Linked DNA regions of Zea mays: all the other regions are linked to region 1. A link is a contact called in public Hi-C data. All regions are on one chromosome and are shown on one strand. Each heading gives the region's core, a stretch centred on a gene start, on an enhancer-like site or on the middle of the called end of the contact. The rest is flanking DNA. Distances are from core to core; before and after follow the strand shown. Region 1 holds the start of LOC103626130 (glutamyl-tRNA reductase, chloroplastic). Region 2 holds the start of LOC100194054 (Thylakoid lumenal 17.4 kDa protein chloroplastic). Region 3 holds the start of LOC100501486 (Malic enzyme). Region 4 holds the start of LOC103626132 (phosphatidylinositol 4-phosphate 5-kinase 9).

What was found. A called contact is a pair of places that touch in the nucleus more often than the background predicts.
Region 2: a Hi-C map of leaf shows a contact between it and region 1, with 7 times the contacts expected there. The contact joins the promoter of LOC100194054 here to the promoter of LOC103626130 in region 1. A contact is called at or near these places in 7 of 25 Hi-C or Micro-C datasets (bundle sheath, ear, endosperm and 2 more).
Region 3: a contact with region 1 is called in a Hi-C map of tassel, with 2.9 times the contacts expected there. The contact joins the promoter of LOC100501486 here to the promoter of LOC103626130 in region 1. A contact is called at or near these places in 7 of 25 Hi-C or Micro-C datasets (bundle sheath, ear, endosperm and 3 more).
Region 4: a Hi-C map of ear shows a contact between it and region 1, with 1.6 times the contacts expected there. The contact joins the promoter of LOC103626132 here to the promoter of LOC103626130 in region 1. A contact is called at or near these places in 3 of 25 Hi-C or Micro-C datasets (ear, leaf and tassel).

What each region holds. Positions count from the first base shown.
Region 1 is chr5:25,090,361-25,093,060 of Zm-B73-REFERENCE-NAM-5.0, forward strand. It overlaps LOC103626130 (glutamyl-tRNA reductase, chloroplastic), which reads left to right and starts at 1,347. Exons shown (of 3, transcript XM_008646517.4): 1 at 1,347-1,892. The coding sequence starts at 1,655.
Region 2 is chr5:25,223,291-25,225,990 of Zm-B73-REFERENCE-NAM-5.0, forward strand. It overlaps LOC100194054 (Thylakoid lumenal 17.4 kDa protein chloroplastic), which reads left to right and starts at 1,378. Exons shown (of 3, transcript NM_001139111.1): 1 at 1,378-1,651. The coding sequence starts at 1,445.
Region 3 is chr5:24,845,714-24,848,413 of Zm-B73-REFERENCE-NAM-5.0, forward strand. LOC100501486 (Malic enzyme) reads right to left here and starts at 1,313. Exons shown (of 19, transcript NM_001196190.2): 1 at 942-1,313; 2 at 738-834; 3 at 481-599; 4 at 208-375. The coding sequence starts at 1,106.
Region 4 is chr5:25,262,242-25,264,941 of Zm-B73-REFERENCE-NAM-5.0, forward strand. LOC103626132 (phosphatidylinositol 4-phosphate 5-kinase 9) reads right to left here and starts at 1,442. Exons shown (of 10, transcript XM_008646519.3): 1 at 1,018-1,442; 2 at 680-747.

The DNA of each region.
Region 1 (2,700 bases), core at 97-2,596:
TCGAGAAGACGAGCATCGTCACCCATAGGCACCAGAGCTCGGGCGTCGCCATCTCTTGATCTTTCGCTCGTCTCGTGCTCGCATTTGCAACGCTTGGAATACGTGTTGCTGCATGGAAATCGTGGCTGACCTCGTTGGCCAACCCAAGGCAACCCCCCCCCAGATGCTTGGCTTGGCTGGTGACCGAAATAGAAACATATATATTGCTCTGCTACTTCACTCCAGTCAACAACAAACAAAGGAGCAGAATCACGGGAATAGGACCTAGGCGGACTGTTTTTCGAACAAAATAAGGAGCTATTGGAGTTTTAGTATGTTTTTTTTTGGGGTTTCTATAGTTTTTGGAAGAACCCGATATAGCAATACTGGAAGAATAAATATTGAGAGCTAGATGGTCTTAAATAGTCCTTAGTACTATTTGTTTGTAGAACTGTATCTTCTAACTTTAAGATGCAAACATGCGGATTTTCCAAAAACCCGTTTAGCTGACTGAAGTTTGACATTTATAATTTTAAATTCTAAATCGAAATACACAAAAACCGGACCGATTTTGTACCAGTTCTTTTATATCGGTTAGTACCAGAAACGGTAAATTTTATCGAAAACCACCGCACGCACATACGGCCAATGTCACGGGAAAGAAGCCCGTGCGACAGGCAGGCGGGCCCCGGTGGGCAGGAGAGTCCGAGAGTGTGGCCACCACGCCGACACGCTTCGCCGCTATCATCAGGCGCGGGCGGGAGGCGGGCCATGCGAACTCGTGTGCCCACCTCGCATGTCGCATCACAGGCCATACAAAAGACGAGAGAGATAGGAGCGGCAGCCACCCCCCAAACTTGAGGCCACCACACTCCCTTCCTCCTGTAGTACAAAGAGCAATCCATATTAGCCCTTCATATTTTATTTTACCATTTACCGTTGTATCAAAATTCACGGTAAGCTTTCATTAAGATACGATACGATCTTTATATATCTAATCACAGGAAAAATGTAATAATTGTGTTTGCAAAATAAATATACTATGGTTTAAACACAACCAGGTGTCTCACAAGAGTTCTGTATAGAACTAATTCATCAGGATAAGTTTCTAAAAAAACCTAGTTTGGCAGAAAAGAAGAAGTCCAAGGCGATATTCTCTCCATTGGCTCTATGACGAAGGCCCATACGTAGTATTTTTTTTTTTGGTAGCATAGAAAATTCCGGGCCGACCCGAAGATCTAGTTTAGTAGTTCCAACTTCCAACGCACCAACACCACGTGAGGGCCCCACAGGCCATGCGGCTCCGGCTAGGCGGCTACCCAACAACCCCTCCCATAACCTTTGGCTCCCAAGCTGAGCAGCACAGCTTTCTTCCTTCTCCCGCATCCAACTCGTTCGTTTTATTACCTCGAGCCAACGCGGCGGGACCGAAACCAATTCCACATCTCCTCCCCCTCCCTCCCTCCCACCGAGGACTCTTTCCCAAGACCTGCCCCGAGTCCTAGTTCGGGAGAGAGGTCGAGGGAGGCAGCCCATAAATTCCTTGCCCGCGAAAATCTCTCCTCGCCTCTCTCTCTATATATTTCCGCTTATCTGCCCGCGCAAATTTCTTGCCGCATTGGTTTGGTTTTCCGGCTCGGCAAAGGAGACGGCTTTTCTGTCTCCCGTGACCTACATGATGGCGAGCACGGCTCCAGCGGCCTCCACCGCCGTGGCATTCGGGGCAGCCGCCACGCCGCGGGGACCGGCGTCGGCGTCGGCGGCGCTCTGCGCGAGGGTGCCTGCCGCTGCCGGCGGCATGCGTCGCTCCGGGGTGGCCGTGCGGTGCGACGCCGGCGCCGACGCCCAGGTGCGGGCGGTGGCCAAGGCGGCCAGCGTCGCCGCGCTCGAGCAGTTCAAGATCTCCGCTGACCGTGAGTGCCTTGCCCCTCGCCTGTGTGACTGTGTCATCGAATCCGCCGCCGCTCTTGCTCTTTCCAGTAATAATTCCCGGATTGTGCGCTGGATCGGTTGCGTCGCTTCGAGGCTGTTGCTGCAGTTGGGATTGGTTTTGGTCTGGTACAGGTCAAAAGATCTCGGTGGTTTGGGGAAGGAAGGAAAAAGGAGTAGTAGGTGTGAACTTTGCATTGTCCCGTTGCAACTTTGCCTTGACCAAGCATAATTTGAATATGTGGAGTAGGAGACCGGATCGCATGGCGTCGAAGAGAAATTAGCTTGTGCCATTTTGCAAGGGGTCGTGGGGATGATGAAACTTCTGGGCATCCCGATTCGAACTTCGATTGCTTTTTTTTTAACCTAGTCAGACTGACAACAGGGAAACGGAAAGTAACATTCGGGGGTTTTGTTCAAGCAGTTAACTGATTGTGGAGCTATATGCTTCACAGGTTCGTGGAGCTTCTGTTTGTGTACATATAAAAAACTTAATGACTATCGTATCTATATCCACCAAAACTTCATGTTGTAAGAACCTAGGAGTAAATGATAGACTATGCATATTTAACTGTACACTCCTATAAGGAGGAGAAATCTATATTTAATAACGATGCCAAATAATTAATATTCATATGCTTTTGCGATCAGCTATTGGGCATCCATTTTGTGCAGAAATGTTTTGGGGGTTCTCTTGTTTTGGTCATATTCATCTAGTGCGAGCATGTTATTTTCACCCTCTAGAATTTGCTTGGATAAACATCTTCACAAATAAATTAAGAAAGCTTTACA
Region 2 (2,700 bases), core at 128-2,627, 130 kb after region 1:
CTAAGAGTGAAAACCTCACATATTTACCATTTTACCCCAAGTTGCATTTTCTGGCTTACAGTTTAGCCCAATCTAACTCGAAAATGCACTTTTTCATATAATTGAGATAGTGATCAAAGTAAAGTGCTAGAAACATAGTATTAGGCATATGCAACTTATTAAACATTCAAACCTCGTGTTCTTACTGTTTTACCACAAGTTACACTTTTAGCCTCTAGTTCAGCTCATTTGGACGTACTTAGTGCCTTCAATTTGCTTTCAATTGAACATGTGCTAATACTCATACCAATCTAGTTAGTCCAAGGTAGTGTGTTGGATACTTAATCACCAAAACAGGTGGAAATAGCTATCTAGCACATTTCCCTTTCGGTGGTGCTGACCACATCATAAACACACCACCTCGGACATGGAGGAGAGGAGATCACTGGGGACCTATTGGTCCCAGTGTTCGTACACTAGGCTAGAAATATGTTCAACATCGACAACTGCCCGTGGTTGCAACGATAATCTTGGCACATGTAGGAAAGAGATCCATCTAGGTAACCCATCAACTTGTTGCTTTGGAGATAGGGAAGGAGCGGTCCACGCCATATGATGTAATTGACCTTCGCAAAGTGAGAATGGTGACAACATGATGGATTGGAATAGGGGCAAAGGTGGTGGTCCTTTGATAAGAAGAGTTCGTATTGGACATGGTGTAATCCGAAGTTGTGAAAGGTTCTGTTGACCCTATGGGTCATGATCTATTCTTTATATAGATTTATATAGATGGATGGTATAAGTATCGTTTACAATCCTGAGCATACTAGAAACTGGCCATGTATATTAGCAGTGGAGGACAAAAGAAAATATAGATATGGCTGAAAAAATTAAAAAGTTAGGCAACAAGAATCGATTCTATAACCTACAGCTAAAAATGTAGCAGTCTATCCATTGCACCAAATCTCCATTTGTAATTATAAAGAAAGATATAGAAGTTTTATAAATTTAGATATGACTGATGACATACTAAACCATAATAGGTCCTCCACCACCGGTGTATATCAAAACATACACCAAAACAGGACCTCGACATCGCGTCGTGTGTATCAAAGATCCATGTGCATTTTCTAATGGGTTTTCAGTTTGCTCTTTTTAGGATGAGAGAAGAGATAGAAACTGGCCGCTTGTGTAAAACGGAACGTTGATAAGAAGGTAAAACAGAATTCATCCAAAAATAGACCGGGTCCCGGGTTGGCGGTGCTGACTGCTGACAAATGGTCGCGGCGCCTCGAGTGTCACGTGGGCCCCCGTGGGGGCCTCCGAGAACGGTGTCACGGATAAGCCGATAAGATAGCGTGGAGCCGTGGAGGTGGAGGGCTCGCTGCGACTCCGCCTCATCGCCACCCTCTCTTCACACCCCACAGGCCAAGCCAGCCGCACCGCGCCGCACCGCATTTTGGACATGGCGTCGTCCTCCTGCCTCGCCTCGCCGTCTGGCGCCACGCTCTGCCGCCCGCGGCGGCCGAGGTGCCGCGTGGCGTGCTCGGCGGCCGACGCCGGCGGGAGCACCGGGCCGGCGTGGGCCAAGGGCGCGGGCCGCCTCGCGTGCGGCGTGCTGGCGGCTTGGTCCGTCGCGTCCGCGTCCAATCCGGTCATTGCCGCGAGCCAGGTTGGTGAATGTCCCTCTTTCTTATCCCACATCCGCCGTTTCGCGTTGCGGTCGGGTCGCAATTTTCTGGAACTGTCGCGTTTCGCTGCGCAGTAAGAGGGGTGGAATTTTTAATCTCTGTCAAATGTTAGTCTCGGTCTGGATCACCGGGTGTAGATTTTTTTTTATGATCGAAGGAGCCTCGCATTTTGCGATCTGGTACCAGGCATGTTTTCCTTAATTCCGTCAGAATATGTTGCTGTAAAATATACATATATACAGAGAGCTGCTCCATTGAAAAATTGTATACACGGAAAACAATAGTAGTAATTAGTTAAGTACAACATGTTTTTCCTCAACAAAGATTTTATAAACGTTGGAAGATTTTTGGTTTCTACCAAAATAGGAATGGGTCCTTTTCCTTCACCACTCAAGAAAGTATGTGCTATTCATAAGCCGTTTGGATCCTTCCATTTGGGAAGAATTGGAATCTACTTGATAGACTTAGGATATTTGGCTTGAGGTTTAACGTTCCACAATAATTCAAAGTTCAAATATAAGCATATGCTAGATTTATAGGGCGGGATATGTTTCTACTTTGCAGCTAATAGCACTTTGGCTTGCTCCTCTACAACACAAATGCAGCCCTCACAGTATACAAATATATCTTGTACAACCATATCGGCATAAATCTGTGTCTAAATTATAATTATTAGAATGGATTTAAATTCTACCGATCGAAACAGGGCCTTAAAAGAATATATCAGTACAGCGACCACAACATTTGATGTGGACTACTGCATCATATGTTCTGGAAGTGGAAAGCACCTTAAATTTAGCATCACTTGCACACAATCTAAAGCAAGAAATTCTGTTCTTGGCTAGTTGTATGAGACTTCAGATTGGCATTGCATTACAAAGTGGGTTCTGAATCACTTTTCTAGAAGTGTTGATGAGATTCATAGATCATGATATAAAAATATTTAGGACGATTCACGATAGCCATTGACTGGATAAAGCATTTAATTGTGGAGAAATATCTAATTTGCTCTATTTGGTGATCTGATTAA
Region 3 (2,700 bases), core at 63-2,562, 240 kb before region 1:
TCCCTCCATCGCAAAAGCCAAAACGTATTATAATTTGGGATGGAGTAGCATGCAGTACGGTTCTAGGAAACCACTAGTATCAATCAAATGTTATGGTTCGGTTTCAGATCTCATTAGTTGAACCCACACTCAAATAATCTCAATCTTAATCGCTACACTAGAGGCATTACTTGAAAACGTGCATTTAGACAGCACTTTCAGCTATACCTTCTCTGCTGGCCAGTTGTAAATCATTGACATCATCTCCCCCTTATCCTTTGCACTGAAATACATCCCACGGGGTCGTCTGAACAGACCGCTGTAATTTTCACAGACCAAGCCAACAGTGGGAGTGTATATTATCGGGGCAAAATCCTTGATATTGTCAATTAGCACCTGTCGAGAAGAGCGCATATTACCATGTCAGCACTCCAAATTCAGGCACATCGCCATTGTATCATTTTTTTTTCCCAAACACGATACTGCAACCTACGGGCTCACCCTGTAGTACAATGTCTCGTTCCGGTCGTGCAACCTGTTGAGGATCCTCCATTTGGCCAGCGCGACGATGGAGTCAGGCTCGCCGCGGGTATTGTGCTCCAGCGACCGGAAAGAGTTTACTGTAACGAAGCAAGCACGCGCGTAAGTCATAACGCGTCGCGTGAACAACGACAAATTCCGTGATCCCGAAACCCATTCGGCGCGCCACAAACAAGACGAATAAGGAAACACAAACGCTAACGGGAAGGGCGACTCACTAAATCGCTCGTACTGCTGCTCGAAGGACATGACCCGCGGCGGGAGCAAGCCGCGGAGACCGAGGCGGTCGCGCTCCGTCATGGGGAACGCCGTATCCTGCGCCCAAACGGAATGGAAGCCCCGGTAAGCTGAAACCGCATCGAGTCCACGCGCAAACCGCGAGATCGGGGTCGGGGGCTCCGCGTGTAGCTTGGCTACCTTACCTTGTTGTACCACGGATCGTGGAGGATGTCGTTGCCGCGCTTGTGCACGATGCAGGGCCCAGGCACGGCAGCGCCGGCGTGCGCCGGGGGCGCGGCCGACGACAGGAGGCGCCGGACCTGCGCGGCCCGCCGCGGCGCCGAACGACACATCGCCGGCGAGATCATCTGACACGCCGCTCGGTCAGTTGGTCGGAATCCAATGCTCGGAGCTGCAGCCGCGTCCGAGACGGTGCGGTGCGGTGGTGGTGGCCGAGGCCCCTAGCTCCTGGGAGATTTGAAGGGGAGGCGTCGCCGCGCGGTGCGGGCACCCGCGGTGAGGGCAGGAGGATAGGAGACCCCCGGTCGGGGCGGGGGGTATGGCCTGGGTAAGGTGGGTGGTGGAGGCCTGGTCCCTGTGGGGGTGGGAAGGGGTGATGCGTTGCTGGCTGAATCGTGAATTCGTGATGCGAGTGCGACGCGACGCGCACGCGAGAGCACGGCTCGTGGTCGTGGAACGCGAGGGCCGAGGGGGAGGGCGCCGGTTGGGTCAGAAGGGAGGTGAGTGGTGGCGGCGGAGGACCGGACGCGGGCGGGGACGCGGCTCTACTAGTGAAGGTGTTGTCGGCGACGAGTTCCGCAGGCCGCAGCGCGACTATGCGCATTCGAAACAATAAAGATGGATTTGCTAGGCGCACCAAGCCACGGTACCTCTCATACGAGACTATTTCGACTACATGTATAAGTCTTTGCCTAGTTTTGATTAAGAATGCTATAAATCAATTTGTTTGACTGTGCTAAGGTTCTATTCGAATCCACCAATACCAGTAATAAAGTTACCTAGCTAAAAACAACTATTCTTCGGCTCCATTTTTTTACCCTCTAAATTATATAATCCAGCTTAAATAAGTTAAGAGATAAATAAACAACACATATTATTAAGTGGATTAAATATAATCTAGATACCTAGATTATGATAATTCATAGACATGTCATTTGGTGCTTATATAATCCATATAATTCTAGAAGGAAACAAAGAGGGCCTTCCATAATGATAGAAAATACAAAAAATAATTTAAAAAAGGCTCCTAACAATTTATTTCATAAATAAAGATAAAGAGGGGCGAGGATACTCTAGCACATTGGTATAAAAAAGTTGTTAGAAAGATATAAAGAACATTTTTTGAATGACTCTTCAAATAATGGTCTAGAAGGAGGTTGAGTTTAGAAAAAGACTTGACATGCTCTAGGAAGCTAAGAGCATCTTTAACATATTACTTATCATGTCACTAATAAAAAGTTGTCATACGAGGGATTGCGGTTGCTCCAATAACTTACTCATCCTATCGTCGAAAACTAGTTCATCTCCCCCTCAAATGTAGGCATTTAAGTGGAGAAGGAAAAAACTATACTAGCGACATTAGAAGACCACCTGTATAAACTCTGAGGATGATAGGTAATCTACATACTATAAGAGCATATTTGCATCATCTGAACCAACTATTTGTTTTACTAAACAACAAGTTATTAAAATTTAGACGACTAAAGTTTAGTACTAGATTATTTAGATATAACGACTAGTTGTGCCGATCTAAATTTAGTTCATACGTTTAGATGGCCTAAAAAGTTATTATTAGTATGAGTTGTTTGGATCCACTAAAAGGATATTGTTTGATTTTGGCAATTGTTTTAAATACCTACCTGCTTGGGTGTAAATGATTGCTAGAACTAAGTCTTAGATGATGATTTATATAGTGGTATCCATAAGCATAACCTTAGTATA
Region 4 (2,700 bases), core at 192-2,691, 170 kb after region 1:
TTAATCTGGACTACTTGATCCTTTACCTTATTTCACCTTAAGGTGTTTGGAAGGAATTTTGCTCAATCTTGCTGAATTTACTACGGTCCTTTCTTATTTACCTTATGTCATGCATAAGCCGAAAGGCCCAACTGTTGACTGTTTGATGAATCCTGCTTAATCTGGAAGAATCAAGATTTACCTTAAGGCGTTTCGCATTGTGCTTTGGGTAGGGCAGATTTTTTTTTAACTGTAGCCTCCATGTGCCTTTCTTTAATCTTACAATGATGTGTGGAAAACAATTTGTAAAGATTTTTTATTAAGGATAAATTGCAACTAGGAATTTGTAGGTACATATCAACTCATATATGAAAAGAAAAATAGGCTCACAATTATCTCTAACCTCTACACAGCTCAGCCTAATCATGTACCACACATACGTAAGCAAGTATACTAGAGACAACACCGATATGGTTCAGAGTTTGAGAATCATGAATATAGTCTTCTTTTTTACTTTTACTTTTTTCTTTATAAAAGCAAAACAACTGATCATGTCTAACTCAGTGAGCGGAGGTACACGGATGATCATTGTAGTTTTGCATGGCCCTAATCGTCAACTGTGAACTTTATTTTCAGAAGAGTTGCACCTACACAAGACTACAGGAGGGGTAAGGAGTGGGGGGCAGCCGGGCAGGATTACCTCACGACTTCGGAAGGGGGGCTCGCCGGAGGGGAGGGAGGCCTCGTCGACGGTACTACCTCGCAGACCTGCAGAGATATGGAGAGGGAGGGAGAGGGAGAAGAGGGTGAGGACGGAGAGGATCCGTGCGGAGGGTCAACTCTAGTCTCCATGTAAAAAAAGGACAGTGGACTAGTGGAGGCAGGGGTGCGCTGCCAGACTAGAGGCAAGGGGAGGAGGAGGACTGAGAAGCGATGCTGTACTGCTGTGGACGGCGAAGACCCCGGCCGCCGGATCCACGAATCGCGTCGCGCCGATGGGGATCCGGCCGCGGGAGGAAGCGCTGCGCGTAGACTCACCCGGAACAAAGGATCGGAGGGTAGCTTGCCGGGGAGGAACGGTATTCGCCGGAGGAGGTGGAGAGGGTCGCGGGCGTCTGGGGCGGCGCAGTGCAGGCTGGGAATGAAGGAGACGGGAGGCGTCCCCGTGTGTTGTTGATCCTTGATCGGCGGGCGCGCGGAGGGGAGCCCCGGACGCGTCTGTCTCGCTGAGCTGCTGCCTGCTGGCTGCTGCTGATTCTGAAGTCCTCGTGTGGATGCTGCGGGGCCTGTGGGGGAGAGAGAGCAGAGCAGGTAGTAGACGTAGACGAGGACGCCGGCGGTGGTTAGCGATTGGATTTGGCCGCTTGGACTCGCTCACCGATCCTGGTCGTGGGGGAAAAAAAAGGGGCGAAAAGCTAGGTGATTGAAAGGGAAACAACAAACTATTAGTATATACTTATATATAATAATGGACGTCCCTTTTACACTATTTTATCAATGCCTCTGCTTACTTTTACTAATCTTTCCATCTTTTAGCTCTGGGGCCTGTATTACCCCCAAATTAAGTAAGTAGATGTGAAATGTCAATTCGGCCGTGATTGGGTACGTACGAGGCCAGATAAGAGCAAAAAAAAGTTCCATGCACTATCAGAACTTGAACTACTAAAATAATACTTCCCTCGCCGTTACACGTTTGATGGGAGCAAAAGTCAGGCGAAACACATTTTTTTAGCTTCATTTTCCCTTACAATATACTGTTACTTGCTAGAGGATTAATATTATCTGAACATCGTGCCTTCATTTAAGCTTTATGCCATAATTTTGTATATGTGACTTAACTAACTATCGGTTACAGTTTGTAAAAAAAAAGTACTCTCTCCATTTTTTTATTTGTCATATTTTAGTTAAAATAAACTAATGATAATAAATATTCGAGAACGGAGTTAATAATAAATATGTTTGTCATTTCTTGACGGAGTGAGTAAGAGATAGTACTATGTGTCCCGGTGATTAAATTTTCGGGCTTGATTTTTGAAGGCAAATGGCATTTTCTTTGACTGCTCTCGGCGCCGCCACGGCGGCTTCATTGGAGGGAGCGTCTAGTGATTGATGCTACTACGACCAGACCAAAAGAGCGATGGCTTGCACTTCTTCTGCTTCGTTTTTTTTTTCCGTTACCTTCTAGGCGATCGAACGGCTAGGGACTTTCTATTTGTTAATTGTACGAGGCAAAGCAGGGTAGCGATAGTACATTGGTGGCGGGACTATCCTAGGGCAATTGTGGTGGGTCAGCACCCCACATCAAAAGTCAATGCCCGTATGAGCCCCACATGCTAGTGGTGTGGTGATTGGGATATCAGCTTAAGGCATGCATAAGAGCAACTCCAATAGTTCTCTAAAAAATAGCTTGCTAAAATCATGTTTAGCAAGTTGCTAAATAGCTATTGAAAGTAAAAAATAACTTAGTCTCCAATAGTTGCTCATATTTATGAAGTAGCTCGATTTTGAATCTAGATTTAGCGGCCCTGCCCCTATGTGAGGGCGAAAGAGAAAAAGCCGGTCAATATGAACTATGGAGGAGTGGTGGTCCGGTGGCGCAACCTATGAGGAAGTTGGGTTCGATGGTGAAGGAGAAACTTGTGTCATACATGTTTGACTTAGTTATCTCATGCTAGAAAGTGAAAAAAGAGTGTGTTATACCTGTCTACCTCACTGTGTGGG